Linked DNA regions of Mus musculus: region 1 is linked to region 2. A link is a contact called in public Hi-C data. All regions are on one chromosome and are shown on one strand. Each heading gives the region's core, a stretch centred on a gene start, on an enhancer-like site or on the middle of the called end of the contact. The rest is flanking DNA. Distances are from core to core; before and after follow the strand shown. Region 1 holds the start of 9630001P10Rik (RIKEN cDNA 9630001P10 gene). Region 2 overlaps Fam184b (family with sequence similarity 184, member B).

Evidence for each region. A called contact is a pair of places that touch in the nucleus more often than the background predicts.
Region 1: a contact with region 2 is called in a Hi-C map of cortical neurons, with 1.5 times the contacts expected there. The contact joins the promoter of 9630001P10Rik here to the enhancer-like site in region 2. A contact is called at or near these places in 7 of 484 Hi-C or Micro-C datasets (brain, cerebral cortex, cortical neurons and 4 more), 4 of 115 datasets of contacts at active chromatin or transcription factors (astrocytes, a beta-TC-6 cell line, embryonic stem cells and 1 more) and 3 of 9 other capture datasets (adipose tissue, liver and pancreatic islet).

The regions. Positions count from the first base shown.
Region 1 is chr5:45,637,237-45,641,742 of GRCm38.p6, reverse strand. It overlaps 9630001P10Rik (RIKEN cDNA 9630001P10 gene), which reads right to left and starts at 2,468. Exons shown (of 4, transcript NR_102378.1): 1 at 2,207-2,468; 2 at 1,397-1,454; 3 at 1-142. Fam184b (family with sequence similarity 184, member B) reads left to right here and starts at 2,242. Exons shown (of 16, transcript NM_021416.3): 1 at 2,242-2,650. The coding sequence starts at 2,504.
Region 2 is chr5:45,593,083-45,597,595 of GRCm38.p6, reverse strand. All of the region lies in intron 1 of Fam184b (family with sequence similarity 184, member B), which reads left to right. Among named protein-coding and RNA genes, the nearest start is that of 9630001P10Rik, 44 kb to the left of the region's middle. Within about 2 kb of position 1,620, at least 30 of the 459 cell types and tissues checked have an H3K27ac peak or open chromatin away from gene starts, as enhancers often do. A contact at or near this core is called in cortical neurons and forebrain, where this site is marked.

The sequences.
Region 1 (4,506 bases), core at 1,219-3,718, 43 kb before region 2:
TGTCTATCAAACACATGTGTTTCACCCTTTTGGAGTAGAATTATGAGAAATTTGCTTTTCTATTTAGTGAGAAGCATTTATTGCAAACAATACTTCAGGTCTGTTCCCCCTTTGGGTGTTGGAGAGTTCCATTAATTTGAATCTAGAAAAAGACCAGAAATAAAACTATATTAATGCCAGGTTCATTCCTCCCAGTGTACTCTAAAGTCAAGTGTACACTTTGCAAACCGATCATGTTACCTGTACTGAGAAAACTCTTGTGCCCGACTCTCCTTTTTCCACTGGTTTCCACACCTATTACCACTAACACAATTTTAAGGTGGGAAGCTAGAAACGATGATATTACCAAATAGTTACAGGCAGCTATTTCCAAAATTGTGGTCCTCCTAATGGTCATATTAATATTTTATATAGCCTGATTATATTTTTGCCTTAACACATTTTATTACAAAATGGCATACTCTGTGCTGTTATATTAATATACTTAATGACATCTCAGTGCAAATGTTGCCATTTTGTGACAAGGTGATCTGTTTTTGTTGTTCCTTCGGGAGAGAAGATTGAGAAACTCCGCTCCTGTCTCAGAGGGCTTGGATTTCAGGAGTTCACCACCATACCTAGTCCCAACACACATTTTAAAAAATTGTCTAATTTCTTGATATTAATGCAAGGAAGAAATGAAAGGGATGAAATGAAATTAAATAGTATGCCTTTTAGTATATAAATTGAGTAACTTGATGATGATGTAGTATTCGGGTGCTTGCACGTTAGGAGACTTGCCACCAATGTGGCAAGTGTGTGTTCACTCTCAAATACCAAGAGTCACAGGGCCACTGATGTGATAATCCAAATTAGTGAATATTTTTTTGGTTCAGTATTCTCATTCCATGAAGGCTAATTTTCTTCTCATTTGCACAGTGGTTGAATTTCTGTAAAAATGATATTATTTATATACTAAAAATAGCATTCTATAAAATTTGGAAATAAATAGGAAGCCTGTATTTAATACATGGACTCCTGTGACCCTGATCACCAAAGATTTTTGTCCCACGGAGTTGTGGGATAAGCCTAAGGTTCTCTTGGTTGCTCCTCTGGGTGCTCTGTAATGCCTGGGAGGTAGACAGGGGTTCACAGTTGTGGTATCACTGTCCCCATTTCACACCCAACTGCCGTTTGTAATCACCTGATCAAATAGTTAATTTTTCCCACCTATAAAATGAGTATTGTTATTGGAGGGCGAGAAGTTTATAAAATAAAATATATTAGCCAGGCAAAATCATAATAATGACACTATTGCCACTTCAGAAAAATCTGACCAGGATTCTGTCTTGTTTCTCAAAGTCCATTGTTCAAAACCAAAAAAAAAAGCCAGAAACGATTTTGGTTCTCTACCTACCTGCTTTCCCAGTCTAAGGGGCAACAACTTCAAAACGCAACAAGGTTCAGCCTCGGGTCTGTCTGAGGTAATGGCACAGGTTAGATGAGCTCCTTTGCTTTAACTGGGTAGGCTTGACTTTCCAGACCCATCTGGTGCCCCTTGTAACTTCCTTTCCCACTACCACCCTTTCTAGCTCTTGCAGGACTTTTTTTCCTTGTCGCTACCTCTTTCCCTACTCTGAGACCGAAATCTGGCGATGCCCCGCCCCCAACCCACCCCCAAGTTTCGGTCACTAGTGACCTTTGAGTGGACGATGTGGGGAGATCTCTAGCATCACTGAGCAGGTCCTATCCAAGGTCAGGAAGGGGGGCTTCCAATTCAGTCCCACCGTGTAGTTCTGAGGTTCCAGCTCTATTCCCACTTTGAGCTCCAGATCTCAACCTCCTAGAATCGGAGTGGTTAGCTCCCTCATCCCCACTTCTGCCCTTCAGCATCCCGCCTCCTCTCTTCACCCTCGCTCTAAGCATCAGGGCTGCAGGAATAAGACCCGCTCTCTCATCTGTCCCATCTACTACTACAGGATTTTCTAATATTTTCATTCTGATTTGCCGATCTGCTAGGGACTAAAGCCAGCATTTCTTCCTCTTGGCCTGAGCTATCCACCTCGGGCTGGATCGCTCACAGTGGAGTTGGAAGCTCCAAGCCACCCAGTTGGCCAAGGAGAGGGAAGGGAAAAAAAAAAAAAAAAAACCCTGCCCAGGGCACCGCCCCCACCTCCTGTCCCCCAACACCCCTCAGAAGCTGTCCTCTTGCAGGTATAGCCCGCACCCTCTCGGAAGCATCCGCAGATGGTAAACCTCACGTGCAAGGCGCCAGCGCTACGCTGCATGGTGCGGGTGCCCGTGAGCCAGCTAGCTCGCGAACGAGCACGAGCAGAGGAAGGTGGTGCGCGAGTGGGCCCGGGAAGGAGACACCTCCGGAAAGAGAGCCACGCGGCTGTGCTGGCAGGACTGCAGTGCCACCTCTCTGGAGAAAGCTCTCACGCCCGTGCTCGAACGCACGTGCACACGGCCAGCGGTGAGAGCGCGCGAGTCAGAGCATTTCAGTGCAGGGCTCCTTAAAGCGATGGCATCTGCCCTCAACAGCAAAATTCACCCGCCAGGAACCTGCGCGAGCTCCAAAGCCGACGCCCGCGGTGGCTCGGGCTGGAGAATGGACTGTGATCCGGAGATGCACGTGAAAATGTGCAAGAAGATCGCTCAGCTCACTAAGGTAAGGCGGGGTGCTGCGGGCAGACCAGCTGTGTGCCACAGGCACCCAGAGTAGGGGTGGGAGTGTAGAAGCACCCCAGGGGAGGACCGCACTGAATCCCCACAAACTTTGTCACAGAGACCAAAGGAAGCTGTTCTGTATCTGAGTGAAGTGACCTTCTGGAGACTGCATTTGGAAGCAGCAGACAGGATTCTTTGCCAAGGAAACTCCCGCAGCCTGCTTGCTTAGCAGGTGGGCTGTGCTTTCCCAAGGCTAGAGGGTGTGTGTGTGTGTGTGTGTGTGTGTGTGTGTGTGAGAGAGAGAGAGAGAGAGAGAGAGAGAGAGAGAGAGAGAGAGAGAGAGAGAGAGAGAGAGATCATGTTCCCTTGCCAGCCCTGTTCAAACCTTCAAACCATCATGCCTGGAATGTTGTGATTTTATTCTCTATATCTGGGGAGATCATGTGAGACCTATTTAAACACGATTCATTAATTCCTTCATTCAACAAATATTTGAATCATTTGTTGAGTGCTAGCAGTCTTTCGTGGCATCGTACTAAACCTGGAAGGAAGCCCAGGGGACTTACTGTCAAACTGACTACAGGCATGTGTTGGATCATAAATGGGAAAGGGTAGGATGCTGTGTATGCTTGTGGTAATGGAAAAGACCTTGGGAGGTCAGCCAGCCCATATCCCTACTTCATCTCAGGATCTTGGTTGAATATATCCAGTATGTATACTTGAGATGTTGCCAATGCAGGTTGTTAATCCCTGGCAATTTCCCGGTTAGGAACAACTCCGCACAGATTCCCTCCACATATCTGTAGAGATGTCTTTCCTGCAGGGTTTGAGTAGTTTAAATTGTTTACTTGGTATTTTCCATTTGGTCTCAAACTCCTAGCACAATGCCTACTAGTAAAGACTAGCTCCAGCGTTTGTCCCAGAGTATAATGAATGACATATTCTGATTTCTTTCCTAAACATCTTCCTCTTACTTTCCATACCTGCTTTTCTGAAGGATGGATGAGCATCCTTACCACACTGGAATCCAACATAGGGTGAAACAGAACAGCACTCGCTTTCTTCTCCTGACCTCCCATTGGCCTCTTCATATTCTTTGCACAAGAGCCTGTCTCCAGACAGTCGTGCCACGATATCTAACCCAAAGGTGTCTAATAGCGCCGATCAAAAACTTACTTAAGTTTCTTATATAAAAATGATTTTCGTATCTGAAAAAGCAATTATAGGATCCGACACCTTCCTTGTCTTCAAAAAGCTAAAGTTTTTGTTGTTTGTTGGTTTGTTTGTTGGAAGAGAAGCAAGATTTGAAATAGCAAGAGCAATTAAAAGCACACAACAAGAGCTATGTGTGATACTTCAAGTTATGAGTCCTATGAAAGTGGAAACAAAGCAGGGCACGGCAGTGTGTGCAGAAAGAAGGGGAAAATTATGAAAGAATTATCCTTGACTTGTGATAGTGATGATCTATGGGGTGCCTGCTCTATTTAAAAGATTGAACATCACTTTTATTTTTGTGTACGTGTGTGTCTGTACATATACCCCATTGGTGGGTGCCTATGGAAGCCAGAAGAAGATGTGGGCTTTCAGGAAGCTGGAGTTACAAGTGACTATGAGCCACCCAATGTGGTTGCTGAAAATCAAACTCAGATCCTCTGTAACAGCAGCAAATATTCTTAACCACTGGGCTATCTCACTAGTTTCATATACTGAATATTGGTGCAATAAGCCCTAGGCAGGTTCTGTTCTAGCTAGTAGAGTCATTTTGAAAAAGGGGACTCTGAACTGAGAAAAATGCCTCTATAAGATTTCCCTGTAGGCAAGTCTGTAGTTTTTAAAATTATAGTTGGTGTGTCTAGC
Region 2 (4,513 bases), core at 371-2,870:
CCTAGCCCTAAATCATGATTGGTGGAATAACTTGGCATGGATGTGTGTGGATTTTAGGCTTAAAAACACTGTAGGATCTTAACTCAATGTCACAGTCAGCTCCTGAGTTTGACCTATGGCCCTTATCAATCAGTCTTGGGGTGTGGTGGTCAATAAACCATCCCTATTTGACTGAGATTGGTGTTTGAGTGGTTTTTGTGGTGATTCTCAGACCCCAACACATAAAATGGTAGAGAAAACAATTTGGAATGAGCATTGAGAATATTTATATTTATCACATTGTGACATTTTCCTTAAAGTTACACGTAGCCTGAAAAAAAAATGCTGTGTAAAAGTAATGTTAGCACTCTTAGTTGTTTAGGTAATATAACTGGGAGAATGGATATTCATACCTATTTAAGTATGCAGTCAAAGCCTCTGCCTTAGTTACTTTTCTATTGTGATAAAGCACCATGACCTAGGCAACTTATAGAATAAAAGGTTGTTTGGGGCTTATGGACCACAGGGTATAGGAGTCTATCATCATCATGGTAGGATCATGGCAGGAGACAGACATAGTGTAGGTACAGAAGCTGAGGGCACACATCTCAATCGGCAACAGGAGGCAGAGAGCACAGTGGGAACGGCAAGAGCTTTTTGAAGCCTGCACTGAATGGCACACCTCTTCCAACAAAGCCACACATCTTAATCCTTCCCAAACAGTTCCACCAACTGGGGACCGAGAATTCAAACATTAACCTATGAGAGCCATTCTCATTGAAAATACCACAGCCTACTTTTAAATTTTAAATATATAAAATTGAAATGTAGCTAATTGAACTTGAAGAGCAACTATGTCTACTTTTGTGTTCACAAAATTATTTTTTATAAATTGTACTTACTTGCTTATTTAGTTAGTTAGTTGACTATGTGTTCATACATGCAAGTACATACATGCCATGCCACGCATGGAGGCTCACTGGGCAACTTTCAGGACTCAGTTCTCACCTTCCAACTTGTTGAGGCAAGATCTCTTTTGTTTCTGCTGCTGAGGCAAGATCTCTTTTGTTTCTGCTGCTGTCCTATGTATTCTAAGCTAGTTGGCTCTGGAGCTTTCAAGAAATTCTCTGCATCCCATCTTTTAGGATTGCTGGGATCACAGATGTATGCCACCACATACATCAGGTTCATTTCATGGATATCAGAGCTCAAGCTCAGTTAGCAGGCTTGCACAGCTAGTGCCTTCAACAACTGAGCCACCTCCCTGGTCCACACAATTGTGTTTCTATGCTTAGAGTTACAGGTTCTTATATCACTGCTTGGACTGCTTCATGGGAAAAGTGTTAGCCTTTCTATTTAGTCATAATAAAATTATGACTCACACATGTGCATATTGGTTGATCAGTTTGTACAGCCAAGGGAAAGCCCTAAACACATCATTTGAGGTTTAAGATGGAGGACATGGTTCCTTTCCAGGTCTCACAAATTTTACAGCCTACAGCCATTTCATGGCTCTGTGAGAGTCCGTGAAATGAAGGAAGGCCATTTCCAAGTCTGAGTATTGCAGTGGCTGTAATTAAGAGCCTTGCTGAGAGGCTGTCCGCAGCTTTCAACAGAGTCTCATTCTAAATTGCTTTGGGAAGCAGTTGAGTTTCAATTACTGAGAAGCGTATATCTCACAGTTCAATGCCATGTACCAGGCACCTAGCAACAGCTCTCTGATGGATAATAATGAGATTTTAATTAGCATCTTGGATCCATCTAGAAATTTATTCCAAGCTAATTTGCTTGAAGGAGCCCAGCCTTGTCTGGGACCTGTTCCAACCTGTTTTCTCAAAAGAAGAGACAGCAAATCCATGACCTTTGCTTTTCTGAACAGCTCATTGCCTAAATCCAGGGTTCCTTCTAAAGAATCAGCTAATTTGCTTCCCTCACTTGGTGCCAGGTTTCTCTCTTTGTATAGTGTTATGAGTTCAAAGTTTGGTGACAAGAAACAGGCTGTCTTTTTCTGTGTCCCTTTGTCTTATAGTACTGTACTTCCAAGTTGGGGTGGCATGGTCATCTCCTCAGACATCAGGACAGAGAATGCTCAGAGCACTTCTCTCTCCTCCACACCATGCCTGAGAGTCACTGGCCCTGTCCGTTTTCCTTGCTGGCAGCTTTTGAACTCATATACCATTCTTTAACCCTAAACTGATCTAGCTTTCCTATCCTGGAATACCTCTTCTGTCACCAGAGCATCTAGAATGAACATAGCTAAACTTGTGAAGAGGACCTATTTGTGTCTTTACAACTCCCAAAAGACTGAGTCTTGTGAGAAAAACTTCCTGCATGAAATTCACAGTTCAGACCATCAAAGTATGCACTCATGTATCATAGAGAGAGAGAGAGAGAGAGAGAGAGAGAGAGAGAGAGAGATATCTAGGTCAAGACCTGAGAGTCTTTATGTAGGCTATTTGCTACATCATAAGAATAAAGCCTATTAAGCTCTTTAAGGTGGGGATTGGACCCTCCACTAATAATTGTTTTATTGCTATGAGGTGACACCATGACCAAGTCAACTTCTAAAAGAAGGGTTGGTTAGTCCATGAACATCAAGGCAGGAAGCATGGTGGCAGGGAGGTAGCCATGACACTGGAGCAGTAGCTGAGAGCTTACATCTGAATCACAAATTTCAGGAAGAGAAAGAGGGAGACTGAACTTGGCCTGTGCTTGTGAAACCTCCAAGCCCACCCACTAGTAACACACCTCCTCCACACTTCTACTTGTTCCCACACAGTTCCACTCATTGGAGACTAAGCATCAAACACATGAGCCTATGAGGGCCATTCTCATTCAAACCACCACATACCCTGAATATTTGACCCTTGCCTACCTGCCCATGTTTTATATCTTACTATACTCCTGGCTCCAGTGTCCCCATCACACTGGGTCTTACCATTTCACACTCCTTCCAACAATGTATATAGGCTTCATTTCTCCACATCCTCACCATCATTTTCCCCTTTTTTATGACAGTTATTCTAATGAGTATGCAATATCATAAAATTATAGTTATGGTTTACATTTCCCTAGTTATTATAGACACTAAGTGAAGTTTCATGTGCTGATTAGTCAACCCCATTTTTTTTTTACCTAAAAGGATGAAAGAAAGTAATTGACATGAAATGAGATGGGGAGTGCTGCTGAAAGCGATGTTTATGAGTGCAAAGTGCACAATTAAATTGAGATGCATACTGGATCTCTACATTGAGATATTGGCAAGGAACAGGATTCATGAGTACCAGTTAGGTGGCAAATACAACAGCAGAGACAAATAAACTGGGGAAGTGCTAGCCAACTGAACATGTACAGCTCGTGAGATTTGATGGGACTCCAAGAAAGGTGCCTAAAAAAAGGAAACACCTGCAGCTTGACATCTGGCTCTAGGGTTGTCACATTTGAAAGATGAGAAATGAGGGGGAACTGCTAACCAAGGAAATAGAGACAGGTGATGATCAGTAGGAAATATTGCAAGGGAAGACAACACTCCAAGGAGGAGGAAATAATTTGCTAAGTCAAATGTTGCCAAAAAGTTGAAGTCTTAGACTTAGGTATTTAACAGCAAGGGGGTCATTGTGACCTTGATAAGCAACTGAGTAGATTGGTTGGTCTAAGAACGGATTGAAAAGGACTCACAAGGGAAGGGGAGGTGAGAAATTAGTGACTATAGACAAAATATTAGAGGAGTTTGCTAAAGCCAATAGAGGAACATATGGGAGGACCAAAAGAATGAGGTTTATTAATGATGAGATATGTAGGGCCAGATATGGAGGCACAGGTGTGTAACCTGAGCACTAAGGAGACTGAGGTAAGATTCCTGTAATTTCAGGGCCACACCAGGCTGTGAGCGAGTTCCATGCAGCCAAGGTCACAGAGGTAGGCTTTGACTCAGAAACACCAACAATAACAACAAAACTTCGGGCAAGTTTATATGTTGGTGCGGGAGGTACAAGGAGAAGCAGCAGAGAGATGAGAGCACTTATTCCCCCTTTCCTTTCTCTGTGCCTCTACAGACTTCAGCTTCCCGCTGTGTACACTAATTGACTTACATTCAGTCTCTTGTATGTCAGTGAGATTTTCGTCTGATCTTGTTGTTTAGCAACAGATTCTAAACCTCGATGGCTGCAACAGTGATTGGCCTCATGCTCAGGTTAGCTGCTGTTAAATCCAGGCTGTTAATTGGGGTTGTGCATATTCCACATGTCTCTCATTCTGGAACCAATGGCAATTCTGTTCATACTTTTCCTATGATAAATGGCCGAAGGGCAAGAAAGCAAGCTAAAATGCATTAACACATTTAAAGGCTCTGCTAGCAGCAAGTCCACATTCTAACCCCCAGGACAAGTCACAAAGTCAAGTTCAACCTTATTATGGAAGAGAAATAAATTCCACTTACATTCTGGGAAGGACCACAGCAAGCAAGTAAGGAGGATAAAACAAAAAATGTTGATGAACAATACGGTCTCCAGCATTCTACCAGCCTCCAAGCTTC